4 separate regions of the Gossypium hirsutum genome follow, and all the other regions are linked to region 4. The links are chromatin contacts, called in public Hi-C maps. All regions are on one chromosome and are shown on one strand. Each heading gives the region's core, a stretch centred on a gene start, on an enhancer-like site or on the middle of the called end of the contact. The rest is flanking DNA. Distances are from core to core; before and after follow the strand shown.

Region 1 (2,700 bases), core at 115-2,614, 130 kb before region 4:
TGTTGTCTTACACCCACATATTGCCGTATTATGATTCAAAATTATGGATTTATTTAATGCTACATTTATCATCAAAATCTAACCTTTCCCATATAAAAAAGGAAATATTGGTCATATCATAAAAGATTGTTTTTGAGTCAATGCCATTAGATTTAGCTTGAGACCTTTTTGTGTTAAACCCAACATAATATCCACAGTGAAGAACATAAACAAATACTTGAACAAAATATGAAAACGTTAAACGTAATGCAATGCAAGTGAGAAAACGAAAGCATACCTAGAGACCAGTAAGGCATGGGAGCGGGCCTGCCGATAAAAGAGGTGTACTGATCAACAAAGCCAAGGGGAGTGGGCCCGGAAAAGAAGTAAAAGTCAAAAACACCACCTATTATCTTATACGTCAATGAATTCCCTCTGTAAAACACATCCATGCCATTGCTGTTCAACAAGAGAACAGCATGTGCAAATGGCTGACCACCCACATTCCTCAAGTCCATGTAAACAGGGTGGGATCCGTACAAATCAGTGTTGAGGTTAATAGCTGACACATCGGTTGTGTACAATGTGTAAGGGTCATTGGGATACAGCTTGATGCCATGCGGTTGAGTGTTCTCTCCAAGTCCATACAGTGAAGCATCTTTAGGCAACTGTGTGGATATCTCCAAGTACTGATCCTTAAACACCATTTCTCCGAATGAGTCCGACCCTCCAGAGCTGGAATTGAAAAGGGTCTGCCCATTTGATTTCCTTTTCACCGCAAAGCTAAAAGGGTCGGCTATGAAGCTGAATATGAGCTCAGACCCTGCAAGCTCCGACACTGTTAAAGGGTTCTTTCTTGATCTCCCAATCGTTTGCTTCAATGCGGGTGGTTGTTCCCTTGGTAAAAGATTGTACGGAACTTCCCATCTCTGCTTCTCAGCATCTGTTATGTGTACCCTCAAACGATCTTCCGTCTCATGCCTTTAGAAGAAGGGAAAAAAAAGGAAGAAATTTTTTATTAAGAGGAATGTAAATGCAAAAGAGGCAAAGATTAAGAGTAAAACTAGACTGGTAACTTACTTGACATAGAGTTGCAAGAGAGGAATATCAGGACCATATATGTTGTTCTTTTGCTTGACCTGAAGGTGACCCAGAAAGCCACCATCAGGGGTCTCTTCAGCTGAGATCAAACGGTACCCTTTTCCAATCTTAGTGGGGGCAGATGAAAACCCTCCATAGAAACATGATAATAAAACCAGAAGAACGTAGAGGGAACTCGAAGAAAGTAGGTAAGTTGGAGAGAACATTACTCAAACAAAGCAGAGAGCAAAGAGAAGAGTGAGGAGCAAAGAGTGTTAAAAAGGACTACATAGGAATAGGAGTCACTGAATGAAAGAAGTGGCAGTCGTTTGATGCATGAATAGGGTGGTCTTAGACACGTGATGATGATGGTCTGTGGACCAGATGCCTCTCCCTGTTTTGATCATAAAATCTTTTTTCAACCAAGAGTGGTCCCATTTCTATCAACGACTTTGGTTGATAATGTCGTAGATTCATCAAATGAAGACATGGAGATATCTTTGTTATATTCTGCTTTACTGGTCTCAGTAACACCCCCAAGCAAAATCATGATATGTTACAATTAGTAGAGAAATGGTGATAGAGTTGGAGTAGCTAGAATCCAATGCAATCCATGGTCATAGATGGGCTTTCAAGTTTGTTCAGTTCCTGAGAGATCAAATATATTTTATAAAAAGAAGGGGGAAAGGAAACACCTTTTCTTCTACGCTCATAAATCAGGTATTCATAGATAGGAATCTTGCTGTTGAAACCTATTTACTAATATTAAATGAGGATGAAGAAACATCTTCATCTAATTTACAATTAAAACAACCACAAGTTAGGAGGGTTAAAAACCCCTGCTTTCTTGCTTGTATATTAGTTATCCATAGCTAATATGCTAAACTTAAATTTTATTTTAATAAAGATTATGAAGTCGGTGGCAGTGTTTTCTTAAGCATAAGGGTCAAACAATTCAAGCATTTATATATTAAAATGTCCATTGAAAAATAGGCATCATTTCAGTCCTAGAAGAAGTTATCCTCAAGAAAAATATTGGGAAGATTAAATTATAAGGAGGTGGTCCCAATTTCTTGAATCAACAAATTCATTGATATTGTTCTTGTTATTGTACTTTGATGACAAATGAGTAAGGATGCAAGAAGAAAAATTGGTATTGTAGTAACCGATAAGGGCTCGTGACCCTTAAATCATGTCATTACGTACCCCAAGTATGTCCACATTATCACTGTAATCTGATTCTATTTTGTCTTTTCAAGGGCATGGGCATGGGTTTATGAAGGATGAATGGACGCTTTTTCTCTTTCTAATTATTTAGTATGTCTTTCAAATATTAGACATTTTGCATCTATACTTAACTATATAATCCGTTAGAATAAAGATAACAAGCATTTTAATTTTATGATAATCGAGAATTGGGAACAACATGGTGAATCTTGTAAGAAGATTAAGAGATTGTAGGGGGAAAAGCACTGGAAAATGAAGTTAAATCCAGTATCTTGGGATCCCACTCTTGTTTGCCTCGTAAATTAGATATACGGCACTGTCATTACATGGAGAAATTAATATATGATTAAAATATTTGTAATATAACCCCCAACTTTAATTTTAACTTCACTGCCCCTTTCCAATTGGATTATG
Region 2 (2,759 bases), core at 132-2,631, 160 kb before region 4:
TCTCATTTCACGAACAAAACGCCTTCCCCTTGGGGCCTTTCTAGCAGCACTTCCCTCGGATTCATCTTCACTTGAAGATGAATCGGTTGCATATGGATCATGGAAGATGACTCGAACTTTCCTAGTCATTTGGGTTTCTTCTTCACTCATCGTTGATTGGGGTTTTTTAGGCTTTTTGCAGGACTTACTCAGATTCATGGTTTGTTTTCGATACTCTAACATTTTTGGAAGCAAAACTGGGTAAAACTCAACTAAACCCCCCCTCAAAATACCCGGAAAAACTGTAGACAACTATTTAAACAAAATCGAATGACAAAAAAGGGTGACAAAGTCGAAAACTATGAAAGCTGTATCAAGTATGAGCCCCTCTTAAAAACAAGAAAAGATAGAAAAATCGTTGTTTTATGTGAAAACCTCCAAAGGACTCAACTCCAGAACAACTCCTGCAAACCAAAAACAAAGCAATCCGACATCAAAACACTGAAAATACCCAAAAGAAAGCACAACAAAAGACAGATTCATATAAAAAACTAAAACAGGGGGTTTATCTGTTGCCATACTTTTTGGGTCTCAAACGCATCGAAACAGTCGAGAACACGATATTCAGTCTCTGCCTATAGAAGCAGAGAATCATGCAAGAAACAGCCAACAAAGCGGTGATGAACAAGCGAGCACAGACAGTTGTTGTAGAAGATGAAAAACAGAGCTGCAACTGAGCCCCAATCAAAGCCAAATCAAACTCAGCCGACATAAATTCACTAATCAACCTCCCTTAGCTCTTCCAAAGCGCAACCGAAAACAACGCTCAACAAAGCCTCCTCTCTGCCGTTTTGCCTTTTCCAGAGAACCCAAAACGAGAAGAAAAGAAAATCGACTTAGATACTGCTAGATCTAGCGGAAAAAAGAAAAGAGGAAAAGAGAGAAAGGATTAGAAATCTATGGCTCTGATTTTTCTCTCTCAAACACTATACCCCTAACAAAAACCCAGCAAAAATAGCCTCTTATCGCTTTGTTTCGAACAGTAATATAGACCACACCACCACCGTGAAAAACAGTGTAAAAAATAAGACCGACCAACGAGGTTAACAGAGAGACACAAATCTCAATGGAAGCAAAAACATCATAAAAAAATTATTTAAAAATATCAACAATTAAATAAAATAATAAAAAACCCAAAAAACCAATTCCATTTCCCTAAAAATTCAGGAAAATTAATATTTATTAGTTACCATTACCTTCTCTCTCTAGTGGGTATGGACTGACTCTGGATTTTCTACTATTTTTATTCAAATCTTGACGTCGCTTTCTCTTTTTCTTCTGCTCTGTTTTTCTTCTTCTTTCCCTAAGGCCATTCACCTTTTACCACCGGCATTAAAGCGAACTATATATGTGAATAAATATATTATTAAATTAATTAAAAGAAAAAGTTAAATTGAATTTATTTATGGAAATAAAAAATCAATATGAGCTGTCATGCATATCGTATCATCATGCATGACCAATCTTACCATCTCATGCGTATCATGTTTCACCTGGCACGGGGTTTTTAACTAACACTTGGCACTCGTTATTGTGTATCCACGCTCGCATCGACCATCACGGATTGGTCCAGTTGACGGCGAGTTGAACACACGCCTTAAGTGAGAGAGTGGGGATAGAGCTTCTGATGTCCGCATCTGTATTTTGGTATGGACGAAGCGCCGCGATTCGGCAACGTATTGGTGAAGGAGTTTTTTTGGCGTTTACAACAGGATTCGCGTAACATTTGGGTCTAGGACTCTACCAAATTACGATATAACCACTGAGGAAGTGACGGGGTTTCATTTCTTCTACGGTCTAGGATTCCCCTTATTATCACTTGAGAAGATTTTTAGGGGAAATCTCCGTATTTTTCTGCTATTTTATTTTTATTCTTAAATGATTCTGTTTGAAAATAATAAACAGCCCATAGGTGCAAAGCGTGATCTTAAATAACCTCATCAATATGTAAATTATGAATTTGACCAATCATAGTACCTCCAATTTATTCTCATGCATAATTATATTTTGGCTCACATAAAAAATAAAATATTTAAACTCGATTTTATGTTTGGACAAAATGAAACACGTTAAAAGTTACAAGGATTAAGACAACACGTTTTGTATAGTTAAGTGAAATTAAACGACAGCTACCCAGACATGGCAATGCAACCATATAACGTAAAGTGCAAAAAATCCAACACCATTTAACAATGCATTTATTTTTATATAAACATTTAACTGCAGCAATTACAAACACCGTAAATTCAATAAAATATTCTTCATTTATTTACACAATTAAAATGATTTTGATTGGATGCGATTTAAAACACCATAACTCATCATAACCACTATATAGAAAACCATTCAATTACATATCCAACTAATCATCATGCCTTTATGTAATTGTAAAATTTCCGACTCTAAAATTTTAAAATCAACATAAATGTGGTATTTACTGTATATTGTGCATAATTTTTTTTATAAATATGATATTTATATTCATTTTGTGCTTAAATTCTAGTGTATATATACAAAGAGATATTGTATGAAACTGTGATTCCACATCATCCCTATCCCTTAAGAAAAATCACAGTTTCAAACAATCCCTTCTCATATATATATTATTATATTTTTGCTTATATCTTTTTCTTTTCGGATGTATAGTTAATAGTTATTAACTTGTTATGAAATAAAGAGTAAAAGAACAAAAAATTAGGAGAGCCAAATAAAACGTATTT
Region 3 (2,756 bases), core at 184-2,683, 200 kb before region 4:
ACCAAAGGTGTTGCCTTTGATTGGATACGTTTCAATTTTCATGACTATCCAATGGACCCGACGTTTCTCCTTCCCCTCCACGTCTAAATTTATCTTTAAAATGTGCCTTTTCACAATTTAATTGGACATCAAATAAAATTTGAGGTGAAAGAATCTCAAAAGCTAAATGTTGTTGCAAGTTTTCTCATGTGATGAAAGATTGAAATTTGAAAGAGACCCTTTTACTTTTTCTCTTTTTCATGTTTTGTTTTGAATTATATATATGTGGAATCTGATAGAGAGATTGAAATTTATGAGCATTCATCAATAATGCCTCGATAGATGTACCTAAACAGACGGTGTTCCTTGGATCTATATACCAAAGTCTTAGGGTTGCTTTGCGCCTATGACGGCCCCCAAACTTTAATGCTTTGCACACTAAGATTTTTGGTCATTGTCTTTTTTCTTTCTAAAGTGCTCATCTTTCATGCAAAAGGCCTCTAACTTGCTTTCTCAAAAGAAAAGAAAAAAAAAAGGAAAAAAGAAGAATCATCGATGAAATTCAAAAACGACAATAGAAATGGTTATGCATATAGAGAGAAGAAGAAGCAGGAGAGAGTTAGTACCAGAAACTCGGTGAATGCGCTTATCAAGTAGATGTGATAAGTGGTGAAGAAAGCATCAGATAAGAAACCTCCAAGCAGAGCTAGAAGAAAGGCAGTCCCCATGAAATTGGTGACATTGTTTGCCGATTTAGATGGAGATAAGTGCATGTACTTGGACAAATACATCACTAGGTTGCTGGCATTTGCCAAGTACGCCAGGTTCTCCAGCACTTCCACAACTGACGACACACAAAAATTATCATTATACCATATCAATGAAAGATAATAAATATATATTATATAAGTAGTCCCTTTCAGGCTGGTTCTTTCATAGGTAACTAAGCTAAATTACCCAAGACAAAGGAGGCTGCAAAAATGCCACCATGTCTACCCTTGAGAGCAGGTCGATTCCTCCAATCAGCATAGCCTTCCCATCTGGTATCCTGTAGGTTCACCCCATGTTCCTGCGGCCAAAACTCAAATAAAAACGAAGCGTTATTAGAAAAATAAGAAAGCAATACACAGCTTTCTTGTATGTTAGCTTGAACAAAGCAAATTAAGCCAGGGGGAGGAGTGAAAGAGAGGAGGAGAACATAAAAAAAAAAAAAAAGGAGAGAAAATTAGGGGAGGAAAGAGGAACCCACCATTGCTAGCTGTTTCTCTCTCTTAAGTTTCCAACTTGGTTAAGTTGGATTGGATCTCAGGTGAGAGAGGAAACTTAGATTGGAAAAGCTGGGTGGTGAGTGGTGGATGTATTTAAAGAGTGGGGAAGGGAACTTTGGAGGAGAGAAATGTCTAGACACCTTAGAAAATGACTTCGATCCATCCCCTATGTTATTTAACTCAAATGGTTCTAATCTTCAACTAAGATTATGATTTTTTATAAGTAGGATTCTTCTGTGATAACTAATGAGATATTGGCACATATTGCATAAATCGTTTTATATTGATTAATCCTATTATGTGTTGTTTAATCTAATTAGACTATGTTCTATTTGTGCTTTCTAATTTGTAGTTAGAGTTATTTAAATCTGTCTGTTATGATTCCAATCTAATACCTTTGCCTTTATTATTATCGATGGATATGATTGTATGTTTCATTTTTGTAAAAATATAATAACAAGTCCTTTGAGTGATCACATATTCAAAAAATATATAAATTAAATTTTTATATGTTTTAAATATGAAACTAGCTAATAAATTTTGGACAAACAAAAATACTTTTTACACATTTGTTTTCGGGAATATAAAAATTAATTATATCACTCAATAATAATCAAAATAAATTATATACCATCCAAAAAGAGGAGAGGAAGATTAGGATAGAACTATGAAATCCTCCCAACCCAAAGTAAAAGAGAGGAATAAGGTGTATATTTGACTCTCAACATAACCACATACTGAGTATATTGATATTCAATTATTAAATGTAAAGTTGTTAAAGCCTCAGCCTCCTAATTATAGTATGTTAGCTTTCGGTAAATAGCAACAATGTTAAAAGGGAAGCAAATCTTTAATCTTTGGGATTTTTTAATTATTTTCCATGTTTCCAGTACCACTACTATAATAATAAAATATATGATTAAGATGAAAGAATTGATTCGCTAATCCTCCCCGTATACGTGTTCCAACATGATCCTTTAAGCTTTGCTCCTGACTGATCAATTCAAGAATTTTGTCTCCTGGATGACGATAACATGTACATGCATAGCAGCTTTTATACAAGTGCATTTCTGCCTGACTCTATTTGTTTTCCAAAACCCTAAATCAAAGTTTCACACGAACGAATGGACTCTTTGTAGATTTGCTATCATCTATTTTGTTTATTTAAATTGAGTTTTGACGGTCTCTTGTAAAAATCTTGACCAAGAAATAATGGAGAAAAAGTGAGTCAAATTATAGCTTTTTTAAGGACATACCCACCATCGTCCACTTAACATGCCTAGTGGTACGACCATTGATGGTGATCTTTCTAAAACTATATGTAAAAATAAAGATACCTTAGAAGAAGATTTAATTCTTTGGTTTAGTTAAAGTTAACTGACATGATAGAATTTATGCTGGCAACATGATTTTCGGTATCATTTTTATATCGATCGATATGTTTCAGTTTTAAACCAGTATTATATAATTTGTGTTCTATTCTAATTGAAGTTTCAGGATATTGGTACG
Region 4 (2,825 bases), core at 22-2,521:
GGGAATCAGTCTTTGGTATCGGTGATATAAGACAATCTCAGGAATGGCTAGGAAATCGGTGGATAAATTTGAAGGAAAGGCATGATCTTGTGAGTACCATACTCTGGGCCGGAAAGCAAGACGTAAGCAGATCCTATAATTTCAATACCGACAAAAACACCATTTGTGAGAGTGGACAGTGTGGTAAAGAAGCCACTGAGTGTAAAGGTTCTGCTGTTGAACCAGGAAATGAGAGGGCACAAGATGCGAGTGTTGTTCCAGATCTTTCAAAGGATGATCGGCTTTCTCAGTTGAAGTGGAAGTCATCTAGGAAGAGAAAACGTGTGACTTCGACCTGTGTACGGAAGCTGAATTGCAGTCGAAACCTCATCAAAAGCACTGCACAGTCAGTTGCTTGTGAACGATTTTTGATTCCTGCATCCTTAAAAGTCGATAATGAGAACTGCAAGAACATAGGTGATCCGTTATTCAGTTCTTCAGTAGTACCGCAGCTAACAAGCTTGGTAATGACTAGGTGATTGGAGTTGTTGCTTTCTGTTTTGTTTGGAAGTGTTATTTTCGGAAGTCTGGCATTGGGGCATCCATCTCCCTCTTTTTTTCTTGTATGCAACTTTCAGCCTATGGGGCTCTAACTTAGAGTCTTGCAAATTTCAGGCTACAGTTTTGGATGCATTATAATAACCTGGTAGATCTCTAACTTACTAAGCCTCGTTTGTCTAGGATGTTTCCATTAGGATCTCTGCTTGTTTTGTATTCTATTTATTGTTTTTGGAAATAAAAATATTCAATTTTTCAACTGTGAGCTCTTCATAGCACAATGCAGGGATACTCGGCAGAATTTGCAGCTTAAACCCCTTTATAACAACTGAGTTCAATACATGTTACGCCATGTCACATTCATCACTTTCTACTTTGGTCCAATAAAAATAGTTAAAAGTTTACCCTTTTTTTTAACAGGTTTATTGTGCAGCAAATATAAAATAACAAATTCTTGTGTTAATTGTGGTTAAACAAGATCGATAAACTTGTAATCGAGACATTGGAAACCGCTGCGTGAACTTGCAAGCAGGAACCATCCATTTTTTCCTTTTAAGTAAATGAAATTTACCTGACAAGACAAGTGCGATTCCTTTTCTTTAAATTTGCTGGCATCGTCCTAAATTTTTGAGAGTTCCTTGTCTTATTCTACAGCATATCTCCTCCATGGTTTCTTTACAGAGGACCGTACCCAATATAACTATGACATGATGGATTAAATGAACTAAAAAGTTGGACATGGATTTGAGATTGGTCCCGTAAGCAACTTCTTTTAAAAGTAATTATTATTGATGACAAATTTTCATCCCCAAGAAAAAAAAACCCTCAAAAAGTAGGATGTGGGGGCGCCCTCTGTGACTTGAGCATCTTTCAACTAGGCATGAAAAGGACCCTTTTCTCATTTCCTTGTTTAACAGCTTAAGATGCTCTTTCTTTATCCTCAAAAAATGGGCTTGTTCTTTAAGTAGCTCAGTTGCAACAGGAGGCTGTTGTTGCAGTGATTTGAACTCGAGATTGACCCCTGGAACCTCCTCCTTATGTATGAAGTCCTTTAACAGATAAAAGAAGCTATGGTTCTCCCTAGTCAGGTGCCTAAGAAAGACGCCAGAAGAATTGAATTCAACAACCCAAGGAGCTTTTTACTTCCTGGAAGTAGTCTTGCCTCTGTCGAATCCTTATCCATGCCTCTCGTTAGTTCTCCTATTCTCTCATTTGTATGTTGAATGAACTGATCTTTAACAGTTTTTGGTGGTAAGTATTTTTCTATTTGCTGAGAGCAGGTCCACGAAGTTGTTTACTCAGCAGATATTAGATGTGCAGAGTGTCAAATGAGAATAGCAGACATAATCTCAAGAATGAATGGTACGTTTTCTTCATTACTTTAAAACTGTGGCCAGGATTTATACATGCTTCATACAATGAAATTTTCAGAGAACATTGGGGGTGATAAGGGGATGGCCAGTGGCCGGTTAGCGGTGAGAGTTTTTTGGGAAGCACTGCATGAATGTATAGTTTCAGTCTCTAATCTGGTGTGCACTGTTTCAGATCAATGCCCACAATTATTATAATAATTGCTTGCTCGATCCTAGTAGAACTTGCTTTAACAAATTTTCTGACGGTGAGAGTTGCATGAGATCTAGCTAGAAACCAGGATTTATGGTCTTAATCCAGATTCCTGCATTAACCCAAATCTTAATTATATTGTTTCTTAGCAGATACAGATTCTGTTTTGGTAAATGTGTTGGAGAACAAGGTAACACTCACCTCTAGATACCCTGGAAGTACTAAGTTGGGTCCAAGGCAAGTTCCTGTTATTTATAGGAATCCTATCAGCACAATGGCCATGATCAAGAAGCTCTTTCGCTTGTCCCGTAGTTGAATACTGATGGACAACCATCCAACATGCTACAGAATTCTTCGTATGGAGATTTGCTTGTTCTTATACTTTTTGTTGTAAAAGGTTACTGTTCTCAGTTTTTGGTCGTAATATCTCAAATGTATATGGAAACATAGTGCACTGTTGGATGTGTTTTAAATTATCAACCGAACTCTTCACCTTTGTTATACCATGTTACTTGATCCAAACTATTCATTTTCTATAAAGCATCTGTATTTTGCGATTTTCAGATAAGGGTATGAAGAGAATACCTGTAACTCTCTTATTATTTTTCTTGTCTTTGAGGCAAACTCAAATCAAAGGCAACTACTGATGCTTAAATATAATGATAATGCAAACAGAAACCTTAGTAAAAAAGAAAAGGATACTTCATAATCCTGTACAGGGTAAC

The links. Hi-C and Micro-C count contacts between places; a contact is called where the count stands out from the background.
Region 1: a Hi-C map of leaf shows a contact between it and region 4, with 6 times the contacts expected there. The contact joins the promoter of LOC107946426 here to the promoter of LOC107946430 in region 4. A contact is called at or near these places in 15 of 34 Hi-C or Micro-C datasets (anther, callus, fibers and 4 more).
Region 2: a contact with region 4 is called in a Hi-C map of leaf, with 2.2 times the contacts expected there. The contact joins the promoter of LOC107946425 here to the promoter of LOC107946430 in region 4. A contact is called at or near these places in 6 of 34 Hi-C or Micro-C datasets (callus, hypocotyl and leaf).
Region 3: a contact with region 4 is called in a Hi-C map of leaf, with 5 times the contacts expected there. The contact joins the promoter of LOC107946422 here to the promoter of LOC107946430 in region 4. A contact is called at or near these places in 2 of 34 Hi-C or Micro-C datasets (both in leaf).

The regions. Positions count from the first base shown.
Region 1 is chrD12:51,113,842-51,116,541 of Gossypium_hirsutum_v2.1, forward strand. It overlaps LOC107946426 (alpha-xylosidase 1), which reads right to left and starts at 1,365. Exons shown (of 3, transcript XM_016880747.2): 1 at 1,060-1,365; 2 at 278-960. The coding sequence starts at 1,286.
Region 2 is chrD12:51,086,648-51,089,406 of Gossypium_hirsutum_v2.1, forward strand. It overlaps LOC107946425 (ethylene-responsive transcription factor ERF119), which reads right to left and starts at 1,382. Exons shown (of 3, transcript XM_041107024.1): 1 at 1,236-1,382; 2 at 561-834; 3 at 1-443. The coding sequence starts at 222.
Region 3 is chrD12:51,044,011-51,046,766 of Gossypium_hirsutum_v2.1, forward strand. It overlaps LOC107946422 (protein NRT1/ PTR FAMILY 4.6), which reads right to left and starts at 1,434. Exons shown (of 5, transcript XM_016880740.2): 1 at 1,229-1,434; 2 at 937-1,048; 3 at 606-823. The coding sequence starts at 1,231.
Region 4 is chrD12:51,247,153-51,249,977 of Gossypium_hirsutum_v2.1, forward strand. LOC107946430 reads left to right here and starts at 1,272. Exons shown (of 3, transcript XM_016880755.2): 1 at 1,272-1,727; 2 at 1,818-1,899; 3 at 2,250-2,601. The coding sequence starts at 1,608. The coding sequence ends at 2,416. It overlaps LOC107946429, which reads left to right. Exons shown (of 6, transcript XM_016880752.2): 6 at 1-796. The coding sequence ends at 518.